2 separate regions of the Zea mays genome follow, and region 2 is linked to region 1. A link is a contact called in public Hi-C data. All regions are on one chromosome and are shown on one strand. The core of a region is the stretch at or near the end of the contact, and the rest is flanking DNA. Distances in the headings are between cores, read along the strand shown. Region 1 holds the start of LOC100282073 (AT-hook protein 1). Region 2 has its middle 21 kb from the start of LOC103637709.

Region 1 (5,742 bases), core at 92-2,591:
TGGCCTTCATAGAGGAGATGCGCCGACTCGCAGATCTACGCCATACGACCAGCGACGGCAAGCCGGCAAGGATGCATGCAACAAAAGTTTTGAAAGTTGAACAAGATCTGTGAATCTTACCTCGCCGGCCTTGACGGTGAGGATGTGAGGGGTGAAGGCGATGCCCCAGGAGCCTGCACGAGCGAAGAAAGGAGCACAGCACTGGTGAGATAGGGCGCGCGCAAGAAGCATGTACGAAGGGATTTTAGCACGGGAGAGAAACATGTACCCAAGGCTTCGAACTGCTTCTTCTTGCCAGAGCCGGGAGGCCGGCCGCGGCGCTTGGCGTTGGGGTCGGACGGGGGGCTGCTGATGGAGAACCCGCCGCCGTGCTGCTGCTGTCCGGGGGCTGCGGCGCCGCCGGCTGAGGCGGAGGAGATGGGGGCCAGCGCCAGAGCCATGCTCCCGTCGGGCGCGTACTTGCGCGGCCGGCCGCGCTTCTTGCGCATCAGCTCGCCCATGCCCAGCACATTGGCCCCCGGTGCGCCCGCGCCCGCGGCGGACTGCGGTGGTGGCACCGTGTACAGCATGGGCGCGGAGTGGTGGTGCTGCTCCCCGGGCGCCTTCCCGGACATCTGGTCGAACGAGAGCCGCATGCCGCCGGGCATGGACGCGGCAGGCGACGGAACCGGGGCCGCCTGCTGCGCGAACGGCGGCGGCGGATGGTGCTGGTGCTGGTGCTGCGGCGGCGCCATAGAAGAAGGGGCCGGCGGAGGCGGTTGAGAGGTCGGTGCAGGCACGGGCGCCGCGGTGGTGGTGGTGGCGGCGGCGAGCGGCGACACGTCCTTGGTCTCCATTTGCGTAGATCTATCGGCTTGGCAGCTTCCGCCCCTTCGTCTTGTCGCCGCTGACGCTGTGCTTCACAGTGGCAGGGGTCCTGTCGGTCGAGCTTGCACTCACAGCACAACGAGGCTCTCAGCTTTGACCAGACAAGCTGAGCTGATCAGAGACCTTGTCCTTCTCCTCCCAGCACTGCAAGGGGCTCAGCAAGGCTAGGTAAGACTAGAGCACTAGCGGTAACATGGAGATTAAAAGCGAGAGAGCACACCCTTTTAGTCTCAGCTACTAGTAGTAGTTAGCTATGAGTTGCTCACAAGAGATAATTTTTAAAATCTGGAGCTAGGAGACGGATAAAAAAAATCAAGGGAGGAAAGCGGAAAGCACGGTAGGGAGGGAGATTTGGTGGAAGTTAGGAAGGGGAGGTGTGTCTGATGCCCCGCGCGCACGCCTGTACGGTACCTAGGGGCAAAGTGATTAGAGATCGGCAGGGAGGGGAGCAAGCAGCAGGTCCATCACCATTCCATGACCCGCTTCGTCCTCCTTCCAGGTCCAAGTCCACATTTCACACCAAACGCCACTCACTCACTCTGCTCCTCTTGGCCTCTTGCTTTCTTGTTTCGCATGCAATGGGGAGAGATGGATGGTAGTAGCTCGACCTCGAGGGAAAAAATTCCATACATGCGTGCTGCAGAGCGATATCTGTGCAGCACTTACCGGATTGATGCCACGTGTTCATTTATTAATCTCAAAGCAATCTTTCGGATCGGCTGGCCACACTAATTTAATGTTAAAAGGAGCCAACGTTTGGAGCCAGCTGCCAGCCGTACAAGCAAATAAGCCATCTACTTTTTTTCATGCCCTACACAAACGAGCGCCGCCATTCCTTGCGTACCGCAAACACACAGCCCTAGAGGGACGATTGCATCCATGGAAGAGTACAGCGATCCTGCCGCCGCCACCACGAATATCATGTCCCAGCTGCAACCCTTGCTATGTGACGTCCCTACCCAAATCGTCGATCCATCTGATCATGAAGAGGCGACACTGCAGGTACTGTCATCATTAGTTCTTTTGATCATTGTACTTTTTCCGTCTATTTAGTTTGTCTATTTGACTGTAATTCCCACATTTGCATAGAACATTGAGTGTATAAACACCGAAGTAAATATTGTTGGCGCTATCGATACTAACATTCAAGGCAAGGAGAACACGATTCCAGAAGTGGTGACATATAAGGTGATTTTATTCTAAACGTATTTTGCAATAAATTTCCGTACTGTTGTAACGTGACTTTATTCTAAACGTATTTTGCAATAGAAGGTTGATCCAGTTGGACCAGCTGTGATTGTTCCTAAAGTAGGAATGTATTTTGACTCTGAGAAAGAAGCTTATGAGATGTACAATGCTTATGCATGTATGGTTGGGTTTAGTATTAGAAAGAGTGATACAAGACGTCGACCAGATAAAACTATATTTCAGAAACATATAGTTTGCAGCAACCAAGGTAATAGAAAAAATGAGCCATCACAATCAACTACAAGGACAGGTTGCAAAGCTCGTGTCCAGTTTAGCATTAGCAGGGAAGGGGTTTGGACAGTGCAAAAAGTTGAACTTGAACACAATCATACCCTCGCTAGTCCGAACAAGGCACACAAGTTAAGGTCCCAACGACATGTTATTGAAGCGGACAGACAACTCATTAGCCAAATACGGGAAGCTGGAATGAGACCAACGCAAGTGTATGAATTTATGAAGCAATTTTATGGAGGTGCTGATAAAGTTCCATTCTCGAGGATGGATTGTAATAATGAGATCGGTCGCGAACGAAAGAAATATTTAGAATCCAATGATGCACAAACACTATTGGAATACTTGAAGAATAAGCAAATAGAGGATCATGCATTTTTTTATGCCATTGAAATAGATTTGGAAGAAGGTGAGCAATATGGTCGGATAGCTAATTTCTTTTGGGCTGATGGTCAATCTATATTAGATTATGCATGCTTTGGAGATGATGTTTCATTTGACACCACATTTCAAACAAATAAGTTTGAAATGCCTTTTGCTCCACTACTTGGAACCAACCATCATAAGCAGACAATAGTCTTTGGGGCTGCACTGTTATTTAATGAAACTATTGAATCATTTGTTTGGCTCTTTCAAACCTTTTTGACAGCAATGTCAGGGAAACATCCAAGTACAATTTTCACTGATCAAGATGCAGCCATGGCATGTGCAATTGCTTATGTGTTCCCAAATACAAGACATCGACTTTGTTTATGGCATATTTATCTTAATGCCGCTAAACATCTAAGTCATATCATTCATAACCATCCTAAGAAGTTTCTACCTGCATTTAAAAATTGTGTCTATGAAGATAGATCAGAGGATTGTTTCAAAAGGAAGTGGAATGAACTGTTGATTGAATATAGCCTTGAGGAGAACTTGTGGATGCTAAATCTATATAATTTAAGAGAAAAGTGGGCTGCTGTTTATCGTGACTCTTTTACAGCGGATATGACAACTACTCAAAGGAGTGAAGGTATGAATAATGTATTTAAGAAGAGATTCCGTAGGAAACTTGGGCTTTCCGAACTCATCGTCGAATGCGAGAAGGTTTCTGCTTCTCTTCGCGAAAATGAGTTGGATGAAGATTTCAAATCACGTATGAAGAATCCAGTTAATTACATCCAAAATTTACCTTTGTTGAAGTATGCTGCTGAATCATATACAAGGAGGATGTATATGGAGTTTGAGGAAGAATTTAAATGTCAGTTTTCATATTCATGTAAATTGTTACAATCTGAGGGGTCAATATCAACATTCATGGTTACACATATGCATTCAAATTATGGAGCAACAGTAACATTCAATGTTGCAGATTTGACCATTACATGTTCTTGCAGGAAGTTTGAATCCATAGGTATGTATTTTCATTTGAAACTATAGTTTTGGTTCTAATACAAGTTGCTAACCAAAACTTTCATATCTTATAGGTATATTGTGCAAGCATGCCTTCAAAGTATTTAATATGAACGATGTTTTCATTTTACCACCGAAATATATATTAAATAGGTGGACAAAATATGCAAAAAAGGGATTTCATATTGAAAGAAAAACAAATCAGAATGAAACCTTGAAAGCACATGCTGCACGCATGTCTCGAAAGGCAACATCCCTTGCATTGAAGTGCTCAGTGTCAAGGCCACTTCTTGATTATTTAGAGAAAGCATTAGAGAAGTTGGAGATGGAATCAGATGCTTCTCTAAGTAATCTGAGAGAAAATGATGTTCCTATGGCATCTCTATCTTCTTCGAGAGTAAATGATATTCCTATGGTTTTAAATGACTCCAATGTAGATATAATAAAAAGTGCCATATCATTTCGAGTTCCTCGTGTGATTAAAGGTGCAAAAAGTAAGCGAGCAAAGAATATAGTTGAAAAGAAAGCATGGAAAAAAAAGAAATTTTCTCAGGAGAAAGGTACTCATCACTATGCCCGCCAAATCTTATTCTAATATTGTTGATAGTGATTTATTTCTGTCATTTTTGTGTATGACACAGGAGAAGGTTTAAGCAAAGTAACAGACAATAGAGAGCATGAACATGATCCAAAAAATTTGAGCCAGAGCAATAATGCTAATATGGGAATATCAAATGCTTTCACCAACAATATGTATGTGGATTTTTCATCAATGGAGGCTCCATTAATGCAAGGAGGATACACCAGGCTTCTGCTTGGAGTTGATCAAGATGCATCGGCTGCTCGGAAATTAAATTTTGATGTAGCAAACCATGTAACATTTAAGGACTAAGTATTCATAATACACTCAGCAACCTGACGTTGTCAGCTTTGTAATTAACATTGCACGTAGAATCCTTTGTGATGGTGACGATTACTTATGCTGAAAAATGCAGTAGCTGTAACTAGCTTCAGAGTTCGCCTCTGTTTGTTTGCTTGTCTACGGCTGGCTCGAAAGACTGGCTCGAAACGTTGGCTCCTTTTAACATTAAATTAGCTAGTGTGGCCAGCCGATCCGAAAGATTGCTTTGAGATTAATAAATGAACACGTGGCATCAATCTGGTAGGTGCTGCACAGATACCGCTCTACAGCACGCATGTATGGAATTTTTTTCCGACCTCGAGCCTACCCTTCCTACGCATGTGCGTGTGAGAGAGAGAGAGCAAAGCGAGGAGAGGAAGCAAGGTGGGAAAAGGGAGGAGGAAATTACGGGGAATGGAAATTAATAAAGGCGGAAGCAAATAAAGAAAGGGAGATGGCAAGCAAGAAAGAGATTTGCTACGCGCACAAACACGGGTGTGGCGAGAGAGAGCGGAACAGTTTTGAGCACTGCATCTGGCTGGCATCACCACGGCTAGTGCTAGTATCCGCTACTAGCAATAATAATAAAGACGGAGTTGCGGGTTGTGGGGACGCTTTTTGGCTCGGAGTTCGTGAGAAGGAGAGATGGAAATAGGCTTTCCCACCTTTTTACTCCTCCATCCCACGTTCCCACTGCCTCTCTTTTTTTTCTACCGCAAAACACAGAAACAAAAAATATCTACGGCCAGCTACTGCCCCCAGATTCAAACACCAATTTAAAAAAAAAATGTCGAGAACACAAGTTGATTAGCGTGGATGCATGATGCTTCTGCCAAACAACAACGCGCTTACCATGTGTTAGTGCTGGGAATTGGGCCGTGCCGGGCCGGCCCGGCCCAAGCCCATCGTGCTTCGTGCTAAACGGGTTCGGGCCAAGAAAGCCCAAACAATTTTTGGGCCGTGCCGTGCCAGCCCGAAGTGTAAAAACAGTGGCCCAGCCCGGTCCTAAACCACGCCGTGCCTTCGTTGGGCCGTGCCGGCCCAAGCCCGGCCCGTATATTTGACCACATAAAATCAAAATATTATAACCATATAAAGTT
Region 2 (5,566 bases), core at 1,283-3,782, 240 kb before region 1:
CCGAAAATTTCACAAAATCTGGAATTCTAAAACCCCGAGGATATGGCACTGTATCAAAAAATTCTGGGTAAGGCTTCTTATAGGATCTAGTATGCCCTTTAGGCTCAAAACCAAATTCCCTAAGCGTCCTTGCTACCTGCTCCCTAACATTTTCAAATGCTTCACCATCATAAGTCACAGGTGTCATAAAAGGGGTCGAACACAATGCTCCCTGCGCCCCTGCCACATGCCTGTTTGGTACAGATCCTTGCGGCACTCCGTTTCCTATGGGATTAATAAATGGTCCATAAGCCACACTTTGGTAATATGGCTGCTGCAGATTAGAATTTGCTACTGCACTCCCACTCGTACCCTTAGCCGATGCATCTATGGTGTTGGGTGCAACTGCTATGCCGAAGCTAGACGTGTCTGGTGAATTCGCTGCACGTTTACCCTGACTCTCTTCTTGTATCTGTTGAACTATAGATCGAATCTGTCTAGGCATGTTGTTGCTTATATCTTGCTTAAATTCAGATCTAAACACATCGAAAGAATTACGTACTCCCTCAGAAATCATACGCGTAATTTCTGTGACATCAGCCCCATACTTGCTAGCTACAGAAGTATCAATCATGTGAGCTAGCTCTTCGCAAGTGACAGATGAACTTACCTTTTTGCCGGACGTGCTTGCCCCAATGGTCTGTTTGATCACACCATTCTTGGTTTTTCGGAAACAAGCCAACCTCTCGTTCCGTTTCTCTTCCATCTCTCGTGCGATTTCTTCTTCAATCTCCTTCCTGTCTACCTCTGTAAGATCTTCCATCGTGACTTTGATCACGTTCAAGGGATGAACTTCAGATTTGTCTAGCGCCGTTTTCTTCGCTGTCTTGTCCTCCATAGCCCCGACTATGATTGGCGATGAGGACGCCAATCACCAGCAGTTTGCCGCCGTGAAACGATTATAAATCGTTCCCCAGCGGAGTCGCCAAATCTGTTGCTATGAATCAATCTTTCAAAGCAAACAACAGCGATAATTGGATTGGATGGATCTCACTTTCGCGGAGATGATTTCGGGTGTTTTTCTCGGCAAAACACCAAAGGAAAACAGAGAAAGAAATAATGACAAGTAAACCAGAAAAGTAATGAAGAATTCTTTTTTGCCTCTTCTTTACTGTAGCGTACAGTAGGCTTATATAAGCCTTCTGATCGAGCATGCAACAACTGATTTAATCTAAATAACGGGAAATATTCTAGCCTAAACAACAGGAAACTGTTTAGCCTAATAAAACTGACTTATCCTATCTAGTAGGAGACAAATCCAAACAAACTCTTTCCTCCATGCGGCTAGTTGACCTTGGCTTGTGTTTTAATTTCTGGACTTCTAGTTTTATGCATCACAAATATGCTTTATATGCATTTTTGTTGATCGGCTTCCCTTCTTCTTTTCTTATCAGGTCATTCTGTCTGCCCCTGCAGCCCTGCATCATCCGGTTACAAATTTCTCATTCAACAGCGTGTTTCACAAGGTATTCAGTGGCAGATCACATAACTAGGCGGCTAGCTGATGCCGTGTGACACGGGTCTGTTGAGAATTGAGATGGCACAACCTTTGTTAGGACTAGGAGTATGATATTTGCCGGCCGAGGGCGGTAAGGTGGTACACCGGGCATGTTAAAAACTTGGTGCAAGCGGGGCATCATAAATTAATACTGGCTCTGTTACAAAATAAAATTTGTTTTGGTTTTTCAGTAGTTCATATAATACTTAGTATATGTATTATATATATATCTATATTTATTATCATCTAATTAAATATAAATATAAAAATTGAAACTAAAATAAATACTATTTTAAGATGAAGGGATTATACGATGAACGCATAATGTTGTGTGTAGAATCTGTATGCATAATGCTGTTGAACTATTTACATTTTTGTGTGTGAAAGACTACTTGCTTTCTCTGATGTGATAAGGTTGCATTTGGGAACTAGCGAATTTTTACAATCTAGGCTGTGCACATTACCCAAAAATTATCTAACATAAGGTTGATAAATCAGATTCTGTCTTGTGGCACACAATCTAGGACGTAAAAGTATCTAACGTTTGGATCTGTATCGAATAAATGTTACTATCTGATAAAAAATCCTATCGAACCAAACGACGTCTAAGTACTAGTTATGATGGTGTCGAGCATTATTCACCAACTCCAGCGTCGGTCGCCCAGTGCACCATCCACGGAGTGCACGTACCAGCTGCGATATTGGTGTCTCTCGTCACGGCCCTGCCGGACTCAGGATAAAAACGGTTACAAATAAACGCTAAAATCATTTTCGTTTTTATATTTTTTTACCATAGACGAAATCGAAAACGGTCGTCTACCGACTCTCGAGTCTCGAGACTAACCCTCACCCCACCGGCTAGCTCTCGCGCCGTGCCGCCTGCCCGATGCGTGGCCGCCTGCCAATCTGCCTTCTTCTCGAAGCATCCGTCCACCCCACGCAGCGTGCAGGAGGCAGCGCCTAGGCCTGGCGCGCGCGAATCCGCTGGGACGCGCCAAACAACGTCTCTGTGGTGGACTGGTGGAACCGTAGGAGTGAGATGCGATCATGCGTAGTGCTAGCAATATGGGTCGGGTTTTTTTAGCTAGCACGAGCACAACTTTAAAATACGAGTCTAAAGCACGGTCCGACACGAAATAATATGGGTCGAGCTAGCACGGCCCGAAGTCAGGTCTGAGCCGAGTCTCAAATTTCAGTCCATCGGGCCCCCGGCACGGCCCGCATAGATGGGTCGGGCTTGGGCTGACACGGCCCAATTAAACTCAATCTGTTTAATTTCTTTAACTTAGTATGATATCGACTTTATATTGTTGTTATATTTGGAGTTTGTGTGGTTAAATGATGCTAGAATTGTTTAATATCTTTAATTTAGTAAGCTATAAACTTTATATGGTGTAATATTTTGATTTTATGTGGTCAAATATATGGGCCGGGCTTGGACCGGCATGGTCCAACGAAGGCACGACGTGATTTAGGGCCGGGTTGGGCCACTGTTTTTACACTTTGGACTGGCACGACACGGCTCAAAAGTATTTTGGGCTTTTCTGGTCCAAACTCATTTGACACTAAGCACAATAGGCTTGAGCCTGGTCCGGTCTGGCCCAATTTCCAACACTAATCATGGGAAAGGAATGGAACGCCCACACGGCCTGCAACTGTAGGGTGGAGAGAGAGACGCACGGTACTTTAGGCCGGGCGCTTTGTTTTTGCATGGATGCATGCATTGATGCATACACGCATGCGGCCGGGCCCGAACGTACGGGTGAGTTGAGATCGAGCTGCCGAGATGGAAATGGGTGAAAGTGATAATTCCTTGAACAAATTTAATATTTTAAAATATATTTGTATATAATTTCATATTTATTTTTTTCTTATTATCAAGTTCATTATTATAAATAATAATAAAATATTATATAAATTATTTTATATATTATTTGCTTTCTATGTCAAAAAGGTAAAAAATATCCAATTGACTTCCGAATCCATACCAAACTATATATATATATATATATATATATATATATATATATATATATATATATATATATATATATATATATATATATATATATATATATATATATATATATCATTTTAAAAAAATATCCAAATGACTTCAGAATCCATGCCGAATTTTTTATATATCGTTTGAGAAAATATAGAATAAATTTGATGTTTATATTTTATAAATCTTTATAAGCTAAATATTAAAAACAAGAATATAAAATTATATATCCTGTTTATTCGCAATAAAAAATGACTAAAAAAGCTAATAATCAAATAAATATTGTTTACTACCGTTTTCAAATGAAGTGCGCAAGCATGCATGCAGCGGCGTCCTCGACGACGCTAGCTATCGCCTATTCGCTGCATCCATCTTTTCGGCAGCCGACGACACCGTATAAGGCCCCGTTTCAATCTCACGAAATAATCTTTAGCTTTTTGCTAAATTTTAGCTATATGAATTGAAGTGCTAAAGTTTAGCTTTAATTACCACCATTAGCTTTTCTGTTTAGATTACAAATGGCTAAAAGTAGCTAAAAAAAGCTACTAAAATTTATGTCGCGAGATTGGAACAGAGCCTAAGACGTGCGATCATCGATGACGAATGATAGGATGAGCTAGTGACGTGCTGTTAGTTCAGATCTGCTACATACTCCCACGGTCTCAAAATAAATATTGGTGTCGTTTCATAAGTTGTCAAACGACCTTTAATATTTACTAAACATATACAAAAAATAGTATGTAATTAGTATCATTATATTTATATACCATTGAATTGTTTTTAATAAATTTATCTAAAGATAAAAATATCACTAATATTTTCTGTAAATTTAGTTCAATTTTAAAAAGGCCGACTGTCATAAATACTGTAACGATATTTATTCGGGGATAGGGTGAGTATACGATTACATTATTATATACTTCCTCCAGCTTTGATCTTTTTTGATACATCGATTTTACTATATATCTAAATATAACGTATGTTTGAATATATAACAATTTAGAGGTAAAACAATGACTTATAATTTAGAATATAAGAGCTTAGCTTATTAATATAGTGTATAAATTTTCAACCACTACATGTATACCGAACAAAAGTTCATCTGTATCAGCGTTGCAACAATAAGACTCTCTCCAGCAACGAACTGTAAAACAACTTGTACTCTAAATTTAGAGGATATTGTGCTCCTTTATCCACCCAACAAGGAACCCTAAAAGACACTCTAAAATTTGGAGTCTCTGCTTCAGCCGCTATATGTAGAGAAATACTGTTCGTCCTCTATCCGCAATCAAAGCGCTACGACCTGACACTTGTGCACGTGACGACCACTGTTGATTGACTTACCACGTTGCATGCATGCATATTGTGTTAAAAAAATGGTGTCCGATGCTGGATTGTTGCATAATGCAGTTGCAAATAGCTTAGTCAAACTATTTTAATTTTGGTAGAGATTAACGGTTTTTTGTTTGCGTATACAAGAAGGAAAATATATAATACAAATTTGTGATACATTGTTTTGCTATATATGAATGATGAGTAATTTCTCCATAAAATGAAAATATATTGTAATAAGTATTTCAATTTCGTGATGTACAAAAAAATATTCTTTTTTATAAAAGCGATAGGTAAAAACAATATAAATAATGAAATCTGGTAGCATTGTAGATATAGAGGACCAAATTTAGGGGACGTTGCTGGAGACTGATAAGATATAGAGGACGGAATCTTTTAGAGTGTGCTTTAAAAGACAGAGAATATTCTTTTAGAGGATGAAATTTAGGGGATGTTGCCGGAGACAGCCTTAGCCGATTGACGACGTTGCCGTGTATAGGCTTTTCAGCGATTCGATCAACACTTCACTTTCTCGTGCTACTTTTTCTATGGTTACAGTTGTGCCGGCTCTGCTCTTATCAACATGTGTTATGCGTGCATTTAGCATAGTGCATAGGTATTCTCTGCGCAACAATTCAACGAAATGGAAGTTCACATCACATACGCATGTACAGTTGTAGAGCAACACTTAA

Evidence for each region. Hi-C and Micro-C count contacts between places; a contact is called where the count stands out from the background.
Region 2: a contact with region 1 is called in a Hi-C map of endosperm, with 3 times the contacts expected there. The contact joins the enhancer-like site here to the promoter of LOC100282073 in region 1. A contact is called at or near these places in 2 of 25 Hi-C or Micro-C datasets (ear and endosperm).

The regions. Positions count from the first base shown.
Region 1 is chr1:101,446,039-101,451,780 of Zm-B73-REFERENCE-NAM-5.0, reverse strand. LOC100282073 (AT-hook protein 1) reads right to left here and starts at 1,341. Exons shown (of 6, transcript NM_001154986.1): 1 at 1,088-1,341; 2 at 269-1,011; 3 at 121-173. The coding sequence starts at 836. LOC103637704 (protein FAR1-RELATED SEQUENCE 5-like) reads left to right here and starts at 1,565. Exons shown (of 5, transcript XM_008660389.1): 1 at 1,565-1,869; 2 at 1,957-2,055; 3 at 2,137-3,742; 4 at 3,816-4,301; 5 at 4,383-4,748. The coding sequence starts at 1,747. The coding sequence ends at 4,633.
Region 2 is chr1:101,687,392-101,692,957 of Zm-B73-REFERENCE-NAM-5.0, reverse strand. No RefSeq gene overlaps it. Among protein-coding and RNA genes, the nearest start is that of LOC103637709, 21 kb to the left of the region's middle. Within about 2 kb of position 2,532, at least 18 of the 20 cell types and tissues checked have an H3K27ac peak or open chromatin away from gene starts, as enhancers often do. A contact at or near this core is called in ear and endosperm, where this site is marked.